Linked DNA regions of Anser cygnoides: region 1 is linked to region 2. A link is a contact called in public Hi-C data. All regions are on one chromosome and are shown on one strand. The core of a region is the stretch at or near the end of the contact, and the rest is flanking DNA. Distances in the headings are between cores, read along the strand shown.

Region 1 (4,533 bases), core at 397-2,896, 270 kb before region 2:
CAAAATGTAATGGTTAGACTTTTATTTATTTATTTGTTTTAAACCCAGGGACATTTTTCAACCTCAGTGTTCTATTAAACTACAACTCTGTTGTGTTCCTCATTGGAAAGAGCTGTACTTCTCTTCCAAGCAGAGATCACAGTGTGTTTGGCTTATAAACTTTGAGAAGAAAGGAAAAACAAATCACACTAGTCAAAGCAGTGCAAGTATGAAAAAGAAAGTGAAGGTCTGGAAATATTTTACATTTGCATACCACCTCCTTTCCCAGCATCCACAAGGTTACAATAATGCATTACAGATTCACAGTACCCTCATAAATTGTGTATTGCTACCTCCGTTTTATTGATGGGGAGCTGAGATGCAAAAATACTTGTGGTTTCTTAATTCATGCAGTAAGCCAGTAAGAAAACTGGAAATAGTACCTCCCTACCCCCTTCTGATTCCTAACTGTGTTTTAAGCAAAACAGCATTTTTTTTCTGTCATAAAATAGTAGGAAAAAAATGGAAAGGATCTCTGGCAGTCATAAAAGTTCATCCCCATTAAGAGTTCCACTGTGTTTATGTCAGTCTTGAAATATTTGTTTAACCTCTTCTCTTGTGACAAATATACCACAACCTCTCCTGGCAGTCTTCCGACATCTCTCTGTGTTTATCATTTAAAAAGTTTGCTGCAATTTAAATCTATTACTTTTTGTTCATGATGGGCATGGAGAACAAATTACTCCTTTCTTTTGAAAACTGTGACCATACTCATGAGTCTTCGCACCTTGAGATTAACCAATTGCAGTTCTTCCGATCTTTCACTGTAAGTCATGTTTTCGAGCCCTTTGATCATGCTCATTGTTCTCCGCTGCTCTCTCCAGCTGTCTCAAACCAACCATGCTGGTTGTGCTTTCCCCGCAGAATGACATTGCTTATTCGTGTTGCTCGTCCTGTGGTGGAAGCCCCTTTTCCTGCAGAAGGGTTACCCACCCTGTGTGGCAGCCTGGTGTTTGTCACACACCTGAGCAGGGGCTCTTCCCATCTTGTTACTGCTTTGTGCTTCTCGTCCATCAGTGGAGAGCACTCAAAAGACCCTTGGTTTGGTGGTTTACAGCTAGACTCTCTCGTCTGTTCTAGATTGGATGTGTAGAGATGAGGAGAATGCGAAACAGAGAGATGGGCCATTACTACTGGAGACACTGTCATAAAATAATTCATTTTATATATTCTTCCTTCTCAAGTGTAAGTCATCGTCTTGTCTACTCTGTCTTGATTGGGAGATTGCTCCAGGACAGCAATCAGGTGGTTAAAATATTTGCTTCAGTTTCTGCTTTAACCATATTTACTTGGTCTCAGGACAGAACCTTTTCCCTCTCTGCTGCTGACACTTGTGCAAAGAGCAGTCCTGTCCTCTCTTGCCTTGTGAGGCCCTACGAAAAGGAGAACTTGTGTCTGTTTCTCTCAAAACATGCTCTCTGTAAAGCCTTGCCCAGGTCGGAGACGACTTGGGGCCGGCTCGGTGGCGCAGTGCCGCCGCTCGGCCCCCAGGTGGCGGCCGGGGCCGGGGCCGGGGCCGGGGCCGGGGCCGGGGCCGGGGCCGGGGCCGGGGCCGGGGCCGGGGCCGGGGCCGGGGCCGGGGCCGGGGCCGGGGCCGGGGCCGGGGCCGGGGCCGGGGCCTGGCGGTGAGGCGAGGCGAGGCGGCTCCAAGAGCTGCGTTCAGCGCTGTGCCCCCCTCACAGGCCGAGGCTGTGGAAAAGTAAGCGGTGGTTATTTGGTGTGTGAGCTCCCAGGCTAGGGGCTGCAAGAAATGCGAAGAAATGCAGCCTTTGAGAGAATTTTCCTGACATTGCCAGCGTGCCGCTTCCTGCTGCGAGGATTCCGCCTGTAAGGCAGGAGCAGCACACCACAAAGGCTGCAGAAAGATAAGAGAATTTCCACACAGAGCTTTTAGCGGGTGGGTGAGAGCTGGAGCTGCGAGAGCGCTGCACTTCGCTGATCTACCTGTAAACTTCAAAGTTTAGAAAGCGGGGGTAGGAAATTCAGATATCTTTACAGACAACTTTCCCTTTAAAAAGAAAAAAAAGAAAAGCTACAGGTGCAGGCTGGTGGCACTGATTGCTAGATTAAGCAACCAAGCAGCTGTTTCCCTGCAGGAGCTGGCACAGCCAGTGTCTGGTGCTGGGGTGCCATGGGGAGCACAACACGTACGTGGATCCCTTGTGCTCTACTCCTCAGGTTAGATGCAGTGCTTGGCGTGTGTGTGTTCTCTGACATCCTATTTCTCCTTGTATTTTTAGGGTTTAAAGTGTGTTGAGGTATCATGCCAACTCAGGAGCGACACGTGTTTAAACGACACTTGGGCTCGGGGCAGCAGCACGGGTGCTCGCTGTAGTGGCATGGCACAGGCTGCCTCCATCCAGGAGGGCGCTCCGTCTGCAGCGGCCTCTTGGCTGAGGTGCTGAACCCTTCACAGGCAGCCTTTGGCCTGCTCCCAGCGAGGTTTGTTCCACTGCTGGAGCTGCCTTGGCATAGCCTCCCTGGGCCACGGGCTGTACAGGGAATCTAGTTGGTGCTGAGGACAATGCTGCATGCGTTTCAAGATGCTTTACGTTGTACTGGCGCTGATCAGGAGCAGTGGACTGAATACTTGGTTGTGACTGGAACACACCTTCCAGTTTAGCTTCATTCAGAAATAATCCAGTGTCAGACTGCTCTGTGACATGAACCAGCCATGACAGAATGATCAGGAGAAATCTCTTTAAAAAGCACATTCATGATGTGAAACAGTAACACAGATGCACCCTGTGCATGTTTTTCTGAACACTTTGTCCTCCGGTCCTACAACCCTTACTCATTTCTAGTACCATTTATGTAATTCACCTATTCCATGAAGTTTAGAGGGACTGCTGGCCCAATCCTTGGAACTCAGCTGTGATCAGCTGCGATGGAACAAGAGCTTTCGAAGAACAGTATGTCTTTGTGGATTTCAGAAGGGCAGATAACTGCAGCTTTCTTTCCAAACCTGAGACCAAGACCAGGTAGTGGTTATTTTAAATGAAAAGAATAAGATTTTTCAGATGTCTGTATGTAAAATATACCACTTTTTTTTTCTTTATTCTCTCAGTGTCAGCTAGAAAAAAAAAAGTAAGAAAGGTGTAAGCCCGTCTTTGAAAGTTCACAGAACCTCATTCCATCCCTCTTATTCATGCTGAGCAATATTGTAACAGTATCTACAAAATCTACCTCAATTAAACAGTATCTGTACAATTTCCATTCAGTATTTGGAAATTTAAATGTGAGTACCCACGTTGAGCACATCTGATCCTTGCTAGAGGTACATACACAATGCCTGTTCACATTTTTAATGGTTTTTATTCTCATTATGGTGTATATATATTCAAATAAAAAGAACCTATCTGTTTTCATTTCTGAAGAGCATTTGCATTCTGTGCTGTGGTAAAGAGGTAAGTTATTCTAGAGCATTTGCATTTAGTAGGGGATTCTTACAGTTGATGCTGGATTGTTGTATTTTATACTAGAACTGGCCAGTGGAATTACCACTGAATCACTGAAAGCAGAGATGGAAAAGCCCAATTAGATCATCTAGCCTTTCTCCTTCCTGGTATAAGATTATTGTGTACCAGATACTTCAGTGCTTTTTCCAGTGTAGTTTTAAAAGTCTCCAGGGATGTGCCTTGTGTCTCTTCCTTCAGGCAAATATTCCATAACCTTCTGCACTTCACCGTTAGAAATCTTTTCCTGAGATTTGACCTAAATTTCTCCTTTCTTAAGTACATTCCATTTGCTGAAGATTTATTACCTTGAACCATTCTAAGTAATTCCAGTCACTCTTTGATATTGACATCTCTAACAGGCTGTGTTCTTTCTTAATGCTTTGTCCCTTAATCAGAACAGCTCTCCATGCTTAGCCTGTCTTTACAGACTTACACTGCCTCTACTTTAGCCTGTGGGCTAGTAAGGATTTTTTCTATATTCATTGCACTTCCATCTTATGTTCATTTTCTTGAGGCTGACTTTTATGACAGTGACTTTTTCATGATTAACATGCCTGAAATTGCAGTTTTTCTCTGAAAGAAAATTGTAAAAATGCTGTCATTGGGCACTAGGTTATTATCTTCTGAAGATGTACAGATAGAAATAAAAGATTATCTCTAATTACCAGGCCTGCAAATTTAGCCAGAAACTGTCTCCTGCATCACACTAATACATTCTGATTTCAGGGTAAGTTAATAATGGCTCATGATGCAAAAAGAGCATAAAAAATCTTTCCTACTCTGCTGTGCCAAAACTATGATAGCAGTTTTACTTTTCTCTGCTAGCTTTTGCTCTTAGCAAAGAGTTAGCCAAGACCAAATTCTCAGTGAACGTGTGGTAAGCAGTTCTGTAGAGTTTGAAGGTAGCAAAGGAAAACATGCTTTCAAGTAGAAATCCTTGTCATGATCACCACTGGGACGTTTTCTTCAGAAATTAATTTGAAGGAAGGGGAGTGGGGATATGAGAGATGGGGGGAGTTTTGTAAGTTGCGAAGTT
Region 2 (4,137 bases), core at 672-3,171:
ATGTTTCAGACATCCTCCTAAATTAAATGTTTCTGGAACAACCTGTAAATCTCCAGAGAAGAGGTACAGCCTGCCTCTCCCATTCAGCAGAAGAGGAGGAAATGCACTATACAAAGCTATTTCCCATTCTTCTCTTTGACTTGCCTTGTGAGAGACTTAATGTGTGCCACAAAAGCTACCAGCCTGGAGACGGGGTGTTATGGACCTTGCGTTCACATAATGTTTGAGGGGAGAGTTATACAAAGTCACATTTCTTTTGTCAGCGCATACGATTATGCCTGAAGATTAGAAGGAACTCTCCTAGATGCTTCACCCTGTGGAAATCAGGGCGGCATATGCTCAGTGATTTGCTCACAGGCTAAAGCTGCTGTGGCCCAATATGATCATCTTGCCTGACTGCCTGTATAATACAAATTGGCAGCATTTCAACAATGAATAATAATAACTCATTAATAAGTTATGGGAGCTGAGAGTCAGTGGTGTTTCCAGACGTGAGAATACTTCCTGTAGCACACAGCCCCGCTGGCTCTGTGCATGGTATCTCTGGTTTCCAGCAGGTAGTCTTGGGAGAATTGAGGGCTGGTCTGTGAGATGCAGATCCTGTATGACTTATGTCTGGATCAAAAGGAGGTTTAAAGTCTTTCCTGTTGCTATTGACCAATTGGAAGCGGATCCCCATGCCAGCGTGATTGCTCTGATATGTGGAATGCAGGGGATTAAAGGAGATTCAGCAAGAGATTTGAGGACATGTTGGTTGTACATCTTTTGTCTCCCTCGCAACTCCTAGTAGATTTGAGACAACATAGCACTTGCTATTTTTTAACTTGCTAACCCTGGAGAAAGATCTTTTTTAATTAGTAGATGACTTCAGCTCTAAGGATTTTTTTCATCCATACTCGCATAAGGAAGTTTAATTTCATCTTTGCAGAAATCAGCTGTGCTTAGGAGGCGGGACATAAATTGTGCTCTTGTTATATATGCTTATGTTTAGCCTTTTCCGATGCCTCTAGGAGATAAGGCAGATCTTAGCGTTTGCTCGGGTAGGTGGTGAATCAGACCCTCCCTCCTGGCCAGCTCTTCCATGCAGCTTGTGTTACAGGTGTTCACGATGGTGTGCCGCTGTTATTGCCTGCATCTTCATCCTTTAAGAGGCTCTGTTGGTAACGTTGGCACCCAGTGGCAGCGTGATGCTTGCTTCACCCCAGCTACCAGGGGAATGTAGCAGAGCCAGTCGTTGGCATAACTGAAAAACTGACACTTTTCCAAAGTGCCTGCTCTAGTTAAGCATTCAGCTGCTCCTAAACTTCTGTCAGGTGGGATGCCCTGTTCCCTGAGACTTATTTGGAAGTCTTGTGCGATTTGGCCACGCTAACAGAGGAGGCTAATGGCAGGGACAAGACCTGGAGCCAGGTACCCAACTGCCACCCTTGAGCTGTAAATCCCAGGCCCTGCACCATCCTCACGCTTGCTGTACCCCAGGTGGCAGGTTGGAGAGCACCTGGGGACCGTGACACAGCTCCGTTGAGAAAGACAGCATAGGAAGCTGATGTTGTTGGTGCCATATTTGCATGGGCAGGTCTTGAAAAGGACATTCCCTAGAGAATATCTTCTTTCTTATCTTCCTTCCTTCAGTTCTCTCTCTGACCTGTGCAGACTCAAGTCAGGTCCAGCCCTCTCACATCTAAGGCAGGCTTTGATTCAAATTCTCTAGGACCGGTGATATTCCTGACGCGTCCCATGGCTCTCTGCTCAGTTCCTGCTTCATTTGTGTGCACGCCTTCAGCTCCTTTCTGCCTTTCTCCCCGTCACCCTCGCCATTTCTTCCCGTGATCCTTGCGGCCTCTCCTCACCGACTAGAGGCCCTGCCCTCATCTTCCCTCTCCCGCTTGCTCACACCCCATGCCCACCACCACTTCCCCTTCTCCCCCTTGACATCTGTGGACCCTCGCAGCTTTCTTTTGGCCCTCAGAGCAGTTGTGCTTCGACGCCCAGAGCCCGGCCATCATCGCCTGGGGCCTGACAGGGGAGTGGGCCGCCATCCCGTGTCGCGTTGCTTAGCAACACCTTCCTCCTCTGACAGCCATCTCCCCTCCAGCGCCTGCTGAGGTAAGCTCAACGCCTGAGAGCAATATTACAGCCGCGGTTGCTCCCGTCGGTCCTTGCTTATTATTTATGGTTATTGCCGTGAAAGGATTTGGGAATATTTCTTCACATCCTTCCTTGTTTAAGACAGATATTCTTACATACTTTTGTGGCATGCCTGCATAATTAATGAATGGTCACTGCATTTTGGTGTACATGGCATGCAGTCTTAGCTTTTTTCTTTTCTTTTTTTTTTTTTTTGAAGTACTTGCTAGTTCTGGGCGTTTCTATTTTTCAGCCCCAAATTGAAACACCCAGGGCTTTCTACTCAAAAGTATAAAAATCTGATGTAAGACAGTCAGGCTTAACTGCTTCAAATTCTGGACAATGCTTTTATGTGCTCATATATTTAACAAATTCTGCTCTGAATCACTTTCTGTCCATTTTAAAAGGACATTGATGCTAACATTAAGATTTCCAAATGAAAACATTTCCATGAACAGAGATAAAGCAGCCAGGGCTTTTCCTGATGTCTGAGTTCTCTACTTTATCTGTCTGCACTTTCCTCTTCCACACTAAGTCCAGTTTAGTCTTTCTGGTTTGCATTTGTGGATGTGCTGAAGAGGAACTATAGCTTCACTTGTCTTCTGTTTTTCTCTAAAACACTGCAACAAGAAAGACAGACTTCCTTTTTTTTTTTTCCTCTGATCTTACACAGAAAATCCTGCTGAGGTACTCCCTTGGCTTCTCCTTTCTTGATAAATATTTGTTGCTCAGGACAGATCTGGAAGGCTTTGTTCGTGCTGCTGGCTAGTTACGTGCTGCTGGATCGTCTGCTGAGCTTTGATTCAACTCTAGATAGGTTTTATTCCATTTGCTAGCACTGAGTGACTTTCTAGCTCGTGAAAAGATCTGACAGGCAGGGGAGAAGTTTGTTTTATATTGGAGTAGCGCTCTGCTGTGACACATGCATATGTATATCTGCCATTGCCCTCTGCTGGGATATGCCAGAACTACTGGTGTGGGCCCGCCGCTAGCTGAGCTGGAGGAGCTGGTTTAATTTCCTGAGTAGAAGCCTCTCCTCTACTTTAAGAAATTACCTGTTTTGGATGCATGTAGCTGCCTGGCAAGAGAGATAGGTGCTTTTGTTCAGCAGGTGACTGTCACGTAGCGCTCAGCACAACAAGCAGCACAGGAGCTAACTTAGCACATAAACCAAACATCCACCCCACTGGTTCACATGCTGTGGGTGAACATAAAAGCCATCTCTGTTGTAAAGCAGAGTTTAAAAAAAAAAAAGAAAAAAAGAGAAAAAAAAAAGATGGGGCTGTAATTTTTTTTAACTCATGCAGCTCTTTTTATGATTGAGCTGGCTTTACAGTTGGTAGGTATATACAGAGTTGCTCTGCTCGTCACTATCCATTTTAGGTTGTACATTTGGTTATCATTTGTATATTTTAATCTGTTGGAATTGAATGCAGATACAGTTTCTGAGCACAGTGCTGAGGTATGTTGCCTGATCTACATCTCTACTCAGCACAAGGGTCAGCAGAGGAATGAAAGTCCCAGTCTAAAAGCTGGAAAAAAAGATGGAAGAGTCTGAATCCACTTTTGAATCCAGTTTTCCCACAGTTGGGGTTGTTAAGGTCAGTCTTTTTGAAAGGGCTTTATAGAGTGAAGGCCTTTGAAAGGCCTTAAATGAATAACCTTTATAGAAATGAAGGCCTAGCACTAAGACACCACAACAGAGAGGTACACCTGTGAGGAGGAAGCAGCTCCAACTTTTGTGGTATTGCACCAGCTGGGAAGGAAGAGAACGATATGGCCTAGCTGTTCCTCAGAGAAGGAAAACAGGCCATAAATCCAGATCACTTAGCCTAGACAGACTGGTTTAGCCTAGACAGACTGATTTAGGAGGAAGTTCTCTGAAATCAAACCAGGACAGAAGTGATATGTGGTAGCAACCCACTGCCAGCCCTTCCTTTATGGAAACTGCAGCAAAGAGGAGCAAAGGTATATTTTGTGGAGGGTGGTTGGTTGGTTTTTAATTCACAC

What was found. A called contact is a pair of places that touch in the nucleus more often than the background predicts.
Region 1: a Hi-C map of liver shows a contact between it and region 2, with 2.0 times the contacts expected there. The contact joins the enhancer-like site here to the promoter of SETD7 in region 2. A contact is called at or near these places in 2 of 7 Hi-C or Micro-C datasets (both in liver).

What each region holds. Positions count from the first base shown.
Region 1 is chr4:41,230,239-41,234,771 of Taihu_goose_T2T_genome, reverse strand. All of the region lies in intron 3 of LOC106046692 (a long non-coding RNA gene), which reads left to right. Among named protein-coding and RNA genes, the nearest start is that of MAML3, 25 kb to the right of the region's middle. Within about 2 kb of position 1,646, at least 1 of the 3 cell types and tissues checked has open chromatin away from gene starts, as enhancers often do. A contact at or near this core is called in liver, where this site is marked.
Region 2 is chr4:40,965,548-40,969,684 of Taihu_goose_T2T_genome, reverse strand. It overlaps SETD7 (SET domain containing 7, histone lysine methyltransferase), which reads left to right and starts at 1,921. Exons shown (of 9, transcript XM_013189178.3): 1 at 1,921-2,106.